Regions from separate parts of the Neogale vison genome. Here region 2 is linked to region 1. The links are chromatin contacts, called in public Hi-C maps. All regions are on one chromosome and are shown on one strand. The core of a region is the stretch at or near the end of the contact, and the rest is flanking DNA. Distances in the headings are between cores, read along the strand shown.

The links. A called contact is a pair of places that touch in the nucleus more often than the background predicts.
Region 2: a contact with region 1 is called in a Hi-C map of fibroblasts, with 5 times the contacts expected there. The contact joins the promoter of KLF13 here to the enhancer-like site in region 1. A contact is called at or near these places in 2 of 3 Hi-C or Micro-C datasets (fibroblasts and muscle).

Annotation. Positions count from the first base shown.
Region 1 is chr13:131,429,723-131,435,469 of ASM_NN_V1, reverse strand. OTUD7A (OTU domain-containing protein 7A) reads right to left here. Exons shown (of 15, transcript XM_044229897.1): 13 at 1,496-1,610; 14 at 1,231-1,315. Among named protein-coding and RNA genes, the nearest start is that of KLF13, 140 kb to the left of the region's middle. Within about 2 kb of position 1,274, the one cell type or tissue checked has open chromatin away from gene starts, as enhancers often do. A contact at or near this core is called in fibroblasts, where this site is marked.
Region 2 is chr13:131,573,084-131,578,907 of ASM_NN_V1, reverse strand. KLF13 (Krueppel-like factor 13) reads left to right here and starts at 2,816. Exons shown (of 2, transcript XM_044230770.1): 1 at 2,816-3,781. The coding sequence starts at 3,190.

The DNA of each region.
Region 1 (5,747 bases), core at 25-2,524:
GCTGTGCTTGGTGCTGGCAGTGGCCATTGGTGGGAGCTTAGTGAAGAAGGAGCCCTGGCTGAAATGTCCTCGGGGTGGAAGGGTTGTTGCTGCGCCCTAAATCTGACATGGGGGCCGCCATGGCTTGGCAGGGGGTCCTGCTCATTGCAATGCTGAGCTGTGTCCCAGACCAAGAGCCTCCCGGTTCTAGATCTAGAGTTGCTGTCTTCACACCATATGTGTGTGCTAGGAAAGAACACCCCCAGCAACACAGGCATCATCCAGGCAGTTGACAGGTCACTGTGGAGGTTAAGAGGCTGGACTCTGGAGCCAGGCTGTCACCAGCTGTCCCTTTGTGTCCTCAGTATAATGGGTATCAGTACCTGCCTCCAGGAGTCTTACGAAGATTAAATAAAAGTAAAGGCTGATGTATGAAAACATCCTGAGCAGGGCCTGGCATAGCCTGGCTACCGACTCTGTGCCAGGCACCGCCCTACTGCCTTCCTCACTCGCCCTTTTAATATTGCTTATGAGCCCCACCTCATGGCCATTGGCCAACTATAGTGATGTATAAGGGGGTCTTTTTTTTTTTTAATATAATACGAATCCCTTTCACTGAGGGTTCACTATTGAGATAACAAAAACATCAGACATTCAAAGTGAATCCTTAGCATCTCGAAGCAGGGACAGAACAGACTCTCCCTGGGGGAGGAGCCCTGTGGGGGCGGGCAGCTCCTCTTCTCACTGCCCTCCCAGAGGATCGAGAAGGCGGAGAGAAAGAGGGGGCGCTGAGGAATGGCGCTCCCGGTTCTCTGACTTTTCCAAGGACCCACACACAGTTTATAATTAATTCTGCTCCGCTGCAGCACATCGTGTTCCGATCTCGGTAGAGATAGTTTTGTGTTGTGACTTGCCTACGGTTTGTTTTCTGAGTGGGTGTGTTTATTCCTCTCCTTCTGGAGAAAATAAAGGGACCAAAAAAAAAAAAAAAAAAAAAAATCCCCACCAACCACCTCCCTAGCCGGAGCGCGCGCCTACGTACGACACACAAGCACGCGGGCACACACGCTCCAGCTCAACCCGAGCCCCCTCTCGCCGGAGCCAGGCAGGATGGGTGGGGGCGGCCGGGCGGGCGCTGGGGAGACCAGCCCGGGGCCAGCGTTTGCAGGCTGCGCCCCCCCACCGCGCGGGCGGCGAGTGAGCGGCCAGGACCCAACCAGCTGGTCGGGGCCGGGCACGTGCCAGGCTCACCCGGGTCTCCGAGGGGATCCGGATCCACGTCACATTCATGTAGCTGTGCAGAAGGTTCAGCTTGGCTTCGAGCGACAGGATCAGGCTGGTGAAAGAAGAAGACCGACTGAAACGCGCCCCAGCGGGCCCGCGCTCGCCCGCACGCACCCCGCCCCCGGGCACGCCAGCTGTCTCGGGAGGAGCACCGGCGGCCCAGCCCACGCCGGGGAACCGGGCGACGGCAGCCCTCCGGGGCGTTGGGGGAGGGGCACGGGGAAGGGCTCACTGGGCCAGCCGGGCGTTATCGTTGTCGTCCTTGCCCCACTCCCAGTCCTTCCCGGGGTCCACGGCAAAGTGCAGAGGCAGCAGCTTGTGCTCCGAATCCGTCAGGGGGATCACGGCTGGAACAGAAGAGAGAGACGCGGTGCCAGGTGGCCCACGGGCGGGCTGAGAGGCTCCAGGCCCCAGCAACCCCCAGGGAGGCCAGAAAAGGGAGTTCCAAGGCCAGGTGTCTCCTTAATTAAGGAAACCGCGTGGAGACGAACACAGACCATCTGTGCCAGCAGGAGCGTTAAGAGCACAGGTGTCAAAACCACTACGCGGAGTTTAAAATACTTCATATTTATTGTGGGCGTGGAAGAGCAGTTGGAGACCTCACCCGGGCTCTGCTAACGATTTGGGTCTGTCAGAAGGGAGGTACCGCGGTTGGGCAGCAGACAAAAAAACAAAACAAACAAACAAACAAAACAAAAAAAAAAAACCCAACCCCAAACCTATTGCTGTTTCTGTTATTTCGGAGGAAGGACCCAAGCCGGGCTCTTGGTCACCTCAGAGTGTACAAATTAGGCAAGGAAGGGCTGCCCGCCAATCTGCTCACTTGTGAACTCATTCAATAATTCTGTATTAGTTGGGGGGGGCGGGGAGGGGAGCTCCCATGAGGCGCTCCCAGGTAACCAAAAAATCTCATAATCTCAGGTGGTGACAAGTACCCTGCAGCGTGAACCGCAGACTCCGGGGTGGGGGAGCTATGGCAAGCCTTTTAGGGCGGGTTAGGGAGGCTTCTGAGGAAGTAACGTGTAGGAGGAAACTGCAGCGAGGACAGACTGGCCCGCACCCAGGGATCCATTCATCACAAACGCTCCGGAGTGAAACGCCCACCTGGGGAAAGTCTTGGCCCATCTCAGAAAGGCTGGGGCGGAGTGGGGTGTTCACAGGGTTTGCCTCGATCTGCTAGAAAGAAGCTTCTGAGCTGCTGTGGGACCCAGCGCCCAGTGAGAACAAGAGAACAGCTTAAACAGCTTGCTCCTCCCCTGGGTTTACCCTACCTCCGCCTCCTCACTCTGCCGCTCCCTCCTCCTCCCCATCGCCACCCCGTGGCCTTGAGCCTGGTGTCATTTCCCATGATTCATGGCAAGGGTGTCACGGAAAGAACAAAAAAGCAAATAAGTAAATAAAATCTATGACTGAATACTATTAAGAGTTGACTTTCTAATAAAAAACTGCAAACACTGACTCACTGCTGCCCTCCAGTGATGCTGAGAGAAAACAGGAGCACAAATAACCCTCCACTCCCAGATAAAGGAAACACTGTTTTGCTGGGGGTGGGGGGTGGGGGTGTTTCTGTTTAAAGTGGCTGGGGACAGGCAGTACTGTGCTCTGGTTTGGTCGGCCCAGGGAGGCTTGGTCTGCCCCCGCCATAGGCGGCTGGGTTCTGCCTTGACATGGCCATGACCCACAGGCTGCCCCTCCCAGGACTGAGTGGCTGGGTAGTCACACTCAGGGAGGGCTGCATGCAGGGCTTCTTCAGGACCTGCCTCCCTCTGGCCATGACCAGAAGTCTTTCCCACAGTTCCACAACTCAACACGAATCAGAGAGAGAGTTGGCCTGGCTTCCCATCCACTGGGAGGGGGTGGGGATGGCAATGGATCCTTCTGTAAACACTAGCTAGGGCAGCATAGCTCTCTGGAGTGCTTGATAAAGGCACTGATTCCAGGCCCCCAGGCAGATGGCCAAACCAGAATGTCCAGGAAAAGGAACGAAGCATCCTTTATTAAGCATCCTCTGTGACTTTTAAAATCATACAAATCTGGAAAATATTTTCCTAGAGCAATAACCTGTTGGAAGTAGTTACTGCAGTACAACTTGGGCAATTTGGGTCTGGCTGTCCATTCCCTTCCCGGGGGAGGGGTGCTGCTGGGAGGTGTCCACACAGCCATGGCTACACTTCCCAGCCCCCAGCACTTAACATGTGCTCGGGCTGTACGGATGGCATGACAGCAGAAGCTCTGTGGGAGGTGCTGGGCAGTGTGGTTAGGTGTGGGCGGCCTTACCCCCACACCCCTCCCCATCCTCCTGTATGCTGAAAAGGATGGTGCTAGAAGATGGCAGGGGGGAGCTTCTGACTCCCCCACTTGGAGAAGATCTACTTGCCACTCAGGAACACCCGTTTTAGACTTTGTTTGTATGAGAACCAAACTTCTCTCCCTATGATTTTGGTTTATTTGTTTCAGATAAACCAACTAATGTAGTACAGATCCATATGCCCCTCAGCCTCAACTCCCTACCACGGGGCTCCTGGGAATTTTTATCCTCAGTCTTTGGATTGGAACTGACTCCCTGGGTTGCGCCCTGCTGAGCAGAAGGTTGGACTCACCCGAAGTTGCTAGAAGCTGACCACTTAGCAGGGTCTTGGGCGCCTCTCAGCATAAATGTTGGTGGGGTGAGGACCAGGTACTCAGAGAGGCTCTAGGGACATGCGTGCTTGCAATGAAAGGCATCTTTCTTCTCTGCAGAGGGTACAACTGAGGCATGTGGGTGAGGGCAAGGGCCAGAGGGAATGAGAGACCAAAGCATAGCTGCACAGGCCGGGAAGGCCTTGAGAACAGGCCCTCCCTGCAAGCATTAGCTGCTTTGGATGCCTCTGCCTCCCACTTTACACATTCACTTTTCCCAATTGGAAACCTGGCCTCACCCTGTGAGATATGTAGTGATGGGCAACTTGCCCTCTGGTGGCAATGTCAGGAACAGCAAATGCTTTTCAAAATAAGCAGGCAAATTGTTGTTTTGTTTTGTTTTCCCTGAAATGGATCTCCTGTTTAACCTGAAAACATACAGACACTATCTCAAACCCGCCTGGACATATTTTCAGTACTTATTTTCCAAAAATGAATGGACACTTCTGGCTTCTGTTTCCAGAAGAGTGTGGCACTATCATTACAACAACAACAAGCTAGACAAACTGCAGATACACAACTTTCCTTTAACCCAGTAGAGAGTGGAAGTCACAGGGCAACCAACTATCTCCAAGTCTAAGGACAGATGGGTGCACACAAGGAGAAATGGACATGACTCTCACTGGAGCAGACTCAGCTGGACTCTGGTAAAAAGAATTCAGCTAAAATTGTTTATAAATTGGTAAAGGAAGAATGCAGCCTAGTGAAAGAATATTTAGAACCCTGGGGGCTATAAGGGAAATTCAAATGTACTTGTAGAACCCTTTCCGTGGGACCCAACCTGGTGCTCACAAAAAGATTGGCAAGAGTTCTGAGAAGTGTCCTTCATAGATCTTGCTCCTCTATCTATACTAAAGAACAAAAGCTTAAGTTGTGGAGGTGGGGCAGTAAACACTGTTGGCTTTAGGGCCCTGGGGTCTTTCCCCAGTAATGCTTGAGGTGGAAGGAGGAAATAAAACAAAACAAAACAAAAAACCCCTCTTTTTCTCTGGGGAAGGGGCAGGGACTACATGCTGAGCCCAAAACTGCAGCTGGGGAAGTTCACTCCCTTTCTAAGATCTAGAAACACAATACCAGCCTAAGACAGAAACTTAATTAGAATAACAAAAACATCACCCTTCCCACTTCCATATCCAGGCTAACAAGCTACAAGTAATAGCAGAAGAGGGACAGAGTTTGACGAAAGGGTGCAGGAAGGAGACTGCAAGAAAAACCTTCCAGCAAAACACAAGATATCACTAGTGAAATTTTAAGGCTGAGTGCCCTAAGGGCAACCAAAGCAGCAATGAAACCAAAACCTACCTCAAGTCCTGACTAGACTAATGTAAGCCCCATGCTAAAGACATAACAAAAGGTAAAGCACACTTAATTCCAAGAATCAAAATGATGTACCTCAGTCTTTATTGTCCTATTCAAGATGTCTAGCTTTCAACGGAAAACTGCTAGCATAATAAAAGACCAGAAAACCCCACTCAACATGTTGACAAGAGATAAAGCATTTGACAGAACAAGACTCAGTTATGACATAGGTATCGAAACTCTCAGATGTGGAATTTAGAGTAACTGCTTAATAAGTTGAATACTCTAATAGAAAAAGGGGATACCATGCTGATGATTAATTTCTCTCCAGCAGAGAGGAGAAACTTAGAAAAAAAAGAATCAATGGATTCTAGCAATGGAAATGCTAGAATGAAAAAGCACAGTAAGAGGGATGACGAATGACTTCAAGGGGCTGATCAGTACGCTTTACACAACTGAGAAAAGAATCCACCAACATCAAGATGGATCAATAGAAATTACTCAAA
Region 2 (5,824 bases), core at 1,567-4,066, 140 kb before region 1:
TATTGTAGCTTCAAAAATTGTGGTGTTGTTACTTCTTCCCTTGCTCTCTCCATCCTTGGCAATTTCTGTCTTACAACAAACAAACTTACTGTTGTTCCGGGAGGCTCCGGAAATGAAGAGCCAGTCCACCATCTTTACCAGAAACCCCAGTCCTGAACCTCTTTACTCCCTAGGCACATCTTCATCTACTTCATCTGATCTTCCTGCTTTTTTATATTCTGTGCCTTCCACCTGATACTCGCCCCCCACTCACCCTCGTATATACAATGAGCTACCTCTGCCAGAATTCTGGTTAGCAAGAAAAACATGGACTCACAGCTCTGGGGAAGAGAAATGAATCTCTGGATACTGGAACCTACTTCTACATGGTAAAGGCTGCAGGGTCTGAGGCCTTCAGTGATCACCAGATGGGTGAGAAACCAGCCAAGGGGCTGAGTTTTGCATCTGGAATGCCACAGGGCACTCCTGAAACTCCTAGGGAGACAGCACTCAGCACTCATGGAGAGGCCTAGGGACTGCTCTGGGCTGTGGATGGAGGTGGGGTGTGTGGCAATGCAGAGGACCCTTGACCCAGGCTGACCTCCCCTCACCCAGAGGGGGTGTCTTGTCCATGGCTGTGTGGCCCAATGCCTAGAATAGTGCATACCTGTAGGAGGATGGCCAGTGTGAGTGTGCGGGCTGTGGGGGTGGGGTGGGGGGAGTAGTATCCCAGCAGGGATCATGGAGAAAGCCAAGAGATGTGGACTCTCAAAGACTGGGGCAGAATCCCCCACCCCAGCTGGAGGGGAATAGAGAGGGGATGGGTGCTGGTAAGTGACTGACTGCAGCACGTGGTGGGACTACAGGAACATTCTGCATCATTATTTGGTCAGAACACAAATCTTTTAAATGTCATCAACACAATCTGCCTGACAGAATGATTCCTTCCTGCAGGAGACCCTCTTAGAGGGCCCTGACCCAGATGGCCCTTACAGAGCCCACCACAGGGAAGCAGGCTAGTAGTCTTCCCACAGGGCACCAACTTGATCAGGGAGAGGGGAGTTTATTTAGAGTTTCGGTTACAGACACCCAGGGTGATCAATCATCCATGCCAGTTTACGGTTCCTCCTAGCAGGTAACAGAGAACGTCTCTCTCAGTTCCTTCTTCGTTACCTGGAAAGACGGTTTTTTCCTACCCAGGCCTCAAATTAATTTGGTGAGAAATGGCCGCTCTTAATTTTGTGCACAGGACGACCTCGCCCCACCCAGCCCTCTTCTCAGGTCCGTAGGGTTTGAGTGCCTGGGCTGCCATCACCCAGTCACCCAGCAGGGTCCCCTTGCGGCCGGCGGACACGTGCAAACCGTCCATGAAGGCAAACCACCCAGCGGGCTGACCCAGGCCTCCGCCTTCCGGTTCAGGGGCTGCCGGCGAGGGTCCGGAAAGGGTCTTGCGGCGCTTGATTCCGAAGCAGTAGAAAGTAATATACTGGCCTCTCCAGAGATGGTCTAGGCCTGCAGAAGGATGGTGGGGCCGAGGGGATGAGGGTGGGGGCGCCGGTGAGAGTCAGGGGCAAGTTGGCAGGGCCGGGACAAGGAGTACGCGGGCTGGGCGCCGGGGAGTATTTCCTTCGGGAGGCCCAGACAGAGGGTGGGTGGGGCGCGGTGGGCGGGGTCCTCGCAGCTGGTGGCGTTTGAAGCCTTCCCCACCGCCTTGGGAGAGGGGCAGCCTGGAGAAGTTGTTGGCAGCAGGCCGGGGCGGGGAGGAGGAAGGGGCCCCGCGTTCCCTGAACAGCGGCGCCGGTTGCACCAGCACGTAGTTCACTCCTGCAAGCACAGTACGCGGTGGGCACGTCACCCACGCTGGCAGGTTAGCCACTGTGTCCGACTCCGGCCGACACAGTCTCACCCGCAGCGCGATCCCCTCGGGGTCTCCGGCTGCTGGGTCGGGAAATCAGCCGGTCCTTCCTGCGGGAGCGGCCTCGCCCCACCCGTGACCTCGCTCCCAGCCGGGCCGCACCGAGGTCCGGAGCTGAGCAGAGGGAGAGGGCATGGAGGGGGGCGAGCGGCCTGCGCCTCGAGGTGCGGCCACCTAGGAACCCTGCTACGGCGGGGTGCCCGGGGAGTTGTTCCTCCCCCAGGCCAGGCCGGCAGCCCCACGCCCAGCCGGAGCGGACACGCCTCCCCGCCGTGCAAATGCCGCTCTGGAAGGAAAGAGAGAAGCGGAGGCGAGCCCCCACGGAGGCGCGCCCATCCCCGGCGCCCCTCACAGGCGGGGACGGAGGGACAAAGGGGCGCCCTCCCAAGCGCTCGCTTCCACTCCAGGGTTCGAGGCTGTCACCGTACAGAAGCCCTGGCAAGAAAATGCCCCGCGGGCTCCCCGCTGCTAGGGGGGTGGGGTCGGGTGGGGTGGGGTGGGGTGGGGAGCGGTCCCCGCGCAGCCACGCCCCGGTCCGCCGCCCTCGGACGTCCTGCGTCAGCGTGCCCGGCTCTCGGCTCAAATTTCCGCTCCTCCTCCCGCGGGCCAAGAGGGCACGCCCATTGGCGAGCACGGGCCCCCAGGCCGGGTCGGCCCCTCTGGCCGCCTGGATTGGTCCGACGGCCTACCGACGAACCAACGGCGTCAGCCCCTGTCCTAGGCCACGCCCCCTCCTCAGCCGCGGGCGCGCGACCGCTCTATCCTGATGATGCGCGCTCTGGGATCCCCGCCCCCTCCGCGCGCGCAGTTCCCCGCGGCCGCCGCCGCCTGTAACCTGCGCCGCCAGGATGTGGCTGGGGGCTGACGTCGGGTCCAGATGTGGCCCCGGCCCCGCCCACCCCCGGGGCCGGGCCGCCCACACCGAGCCGCGGCGCGCACGGCGGCTGTCCCGCCTGCCACAATGCGCGGCGAGGCTGCGGCCGCGACTTGGCGAGGTAGTCCCTAACGTCGCTGCTCGGCATCCTTAGGACAGGCCGCCCCTGACGCCGCGCGGGGACCCCACTGGCCCGCACCCTCCATGCGTTCACTCTTTGGTGCCCGGCCGGGCGGGCGCCTTGCGGACGCGGAGCCGCGCGGGTGACGGCAGAGGCGGCTGCGCGCCCAGCCCAGCCCGAGGAGAGGGCGCGCCGCGCCCCCGCCCCCCGCCCGCTCTCGGGAGGCCGTGGGTGCGGATGCGCCGCTGACGACTCGCAGCGACCAGCAGTGCCGCCGGCCCGCCGGCCGGAGCCCGCAGCATGGCAGCCGCCGCCTATGTGGACCACTTCGCCGCCGAGTGCCTCGTGTCCATGTCGAGCCGCGCGGTCGTGCACGGGCCGCGGGAGGGTCCGGAGCCCGGACCCGAGGGCGCGGCCACCGCTGTCGCCGCCACGCTGCCCCGCGTCGAGGAGCGCCGCGACGGCAAGGACAGTGCCTCGCTCTTCGTGGTGGCGCGGATCTTGGCGGACCTCAACCAGCAAGCGCCGGCGCCCGTCCCGGCGGAGCGCAGAGAGGGCGCCGCGGCCCGGAAGGCGAGGACCCCCTGCCGCCTGCCGCCAGCGCCGCCACCCGCCCCCGAGCCGGCCTCCCCTGGCGGCGAAGGTGCTGCGGCCGCGCCCCTCAGCCCCGCGTGGAGCGAGCCCGAGGCCGAGCTCGAGGCGGGGCTGGAGCCGGAGCGGGAGCCAGGGCCCGCGGGGAGCGGCGAACCCGGCCTCAGACAAAGGGGCCGGCGGGGCCGAAGTCGCGCCGACCTCGAGTCCCCGCAGAGAAAGCACAAGTGCCACTACGCGGGCTGCGAGAAAGTTTACGGGAAATCCTCGCACCTCAAGGCGCACCTGAGAACTCACACAGGTCAGTAGGGCCGCCCGGGCGCCCCGAGCGCGCGGACGGGGACAGCGCCAGCCACCGGGCCACGCCCCCGGAGCTGCCGGCGGGGCGGGAGGGGCGGTCGGGCGGGGAACGGTCGGGGCCTCGCCCCTTCCCCCGCCACACGGTCCAGTGGTCGGCCCCGCGCGCGGAGCGAGGCGGGTTCGGGAGCTGGGAGCCGGCGCCCGCCCGGCGACCGCGCCCCCGCCGGGCACGCCCCCTCCCTGGGCACTCTCGGGCGGGGCCGCGGGGGCGGATGTCGTCATCGGGGCTGCGGGCGTAGACCCCGCGGGGGGCAGGGGGGCTGCTGCGCGGGCAGGTGCGGGCGAACTGGGTGGGGACCTCGCGTGCTGCTCGGGGAGCTGGGCGGCGGGGGCGCCTCGGGGCCGCGGGGGAGGGGTGTCCTCGCCCCGGCCCCTCCCCCGCCGGCCTAGCGCGCTCTCGGGAGGGGAGGGGCCCGCCCGGCCGGGCCCGGCCCGGGCGAGCGGCGGGCGAAGTTCACGCGGGGACAGGGCTCCCTCCAGCCACTCGGCACATTCTTCGCTCTCCTCTTCCTGTAATTTTTCCAGCGTTCTAAGGTTTAATTTGTCGAAACCAGAGCCAGCAGCGGCCTAGGCGGGGGGCGGTCCGGGTTCTCCGCCGGAGGCTCTTTGTGGGAGCCCCGCCCATCCGGCCAGCGGGGGCGCGCCCGACCCGAGAGGGCTCTTAGGCCCGGGGGCGCTTTCTCCGGAAAGGAGCGCCCACTCCACAGCCGGTTCCTCCGCGCCGCCCTCTTCTCTGCGCTGTTCTCACCTGCCGGGCGGCACCTGCACGGGGGGCGGTCGGTCTCAGAGGACCATCGCCTGACCCCCGACCCCCGGGCAGCCCTCCCCTTCCCATGGGCCCGGAACCTCGTCGTTGGTGGTTTTTCGTTTTCTTAAACACAACGGTGGGATGCAACCTTTCTCTCCCAGTTTGGTCTAAAGAATTGTGTATTTTTCCTGGGCTCACGCCAACTCTTCTGTTACACTTAATTCTTCCACATTTGGACCAGGTTAAAAACCCGTATAAATAAAGTTGCCTTGTTACCAACGATTTAGACTTCACATTTATAAGGCAGTACAGAAACTGGTTAAAAGACTGGCGTAAAAACGGCATTCCTCAAGACCCTGGAGCTGAAAGACCCCTTTCTCCTGGTAAATTTGGAACTGAGCTGTCCCGAGGTCTAAAGGTGTCAAGACCGGCGGATTTCAGACAAACCTTTACCTCGGAGGCTGCCCCCGCGGTTTTGGTCACTTGCTGTGAGCGCCCTAAATCACGTGGCTGGTGGTGGGGTCGAGGGTGAAGGCGGGGCCATTTCTACTCATTCTGAGTCAGAATTAAGTGTGTGTGGACAGAGATGGGGGGTGGGGTTAGTGTAGGGATGGATCTTGGTTCAATTTAGGAAGGTTATTGCAAGGGTGGGTGTGGCCGTAGGGGAGAGACCAAGCTAGGTTGGGATCCTGGAGCACCCAGATTACGGGGGCGGGGGCAGTGCGTGGGCCTTGGCTCGAGGACCGATTTGGGGCGCGAGGTCCGTAGTGGACCGGTAATTTAAGGATTGGATACTTCGCAGCCTGCTTCACTGTGGCCTTCCAGCCGACTAGCGGGGTTCGAGAATTGCGGAGGGGCTGGCTGAGGGGCGGGGCTCGCTGGCGTGGGCGGAGCAGGCTTGAATGGGGGCCTGAGCTGGAGGATAGCTTGTGGGTTGGTTCACTCCCTAATTCAGGCTCCAATGTCCCTGAGCGGGTCTCTTGGCGAGAGGATTAGACAGAGGCCATGGTAACCCGGGTCTCCCCCACTGGGTGGAACCCAATCTCTCTGGGGTGATTTGAAACCCCAAAAAGGTAAGAGAGGATGGACTGCACTCTGGCTGCAGTGTGCTGAGTCTAAGAGCAGGGAGCCAGCCTTGCCCTCCAAGTGTGTCCTACCTCCACAGCAGATGTAGACCTTCGAGTCAGGAATGAACAGGGTTCCTTTGGGGGCCGTGGAAATGTAGATTTCCAGGTC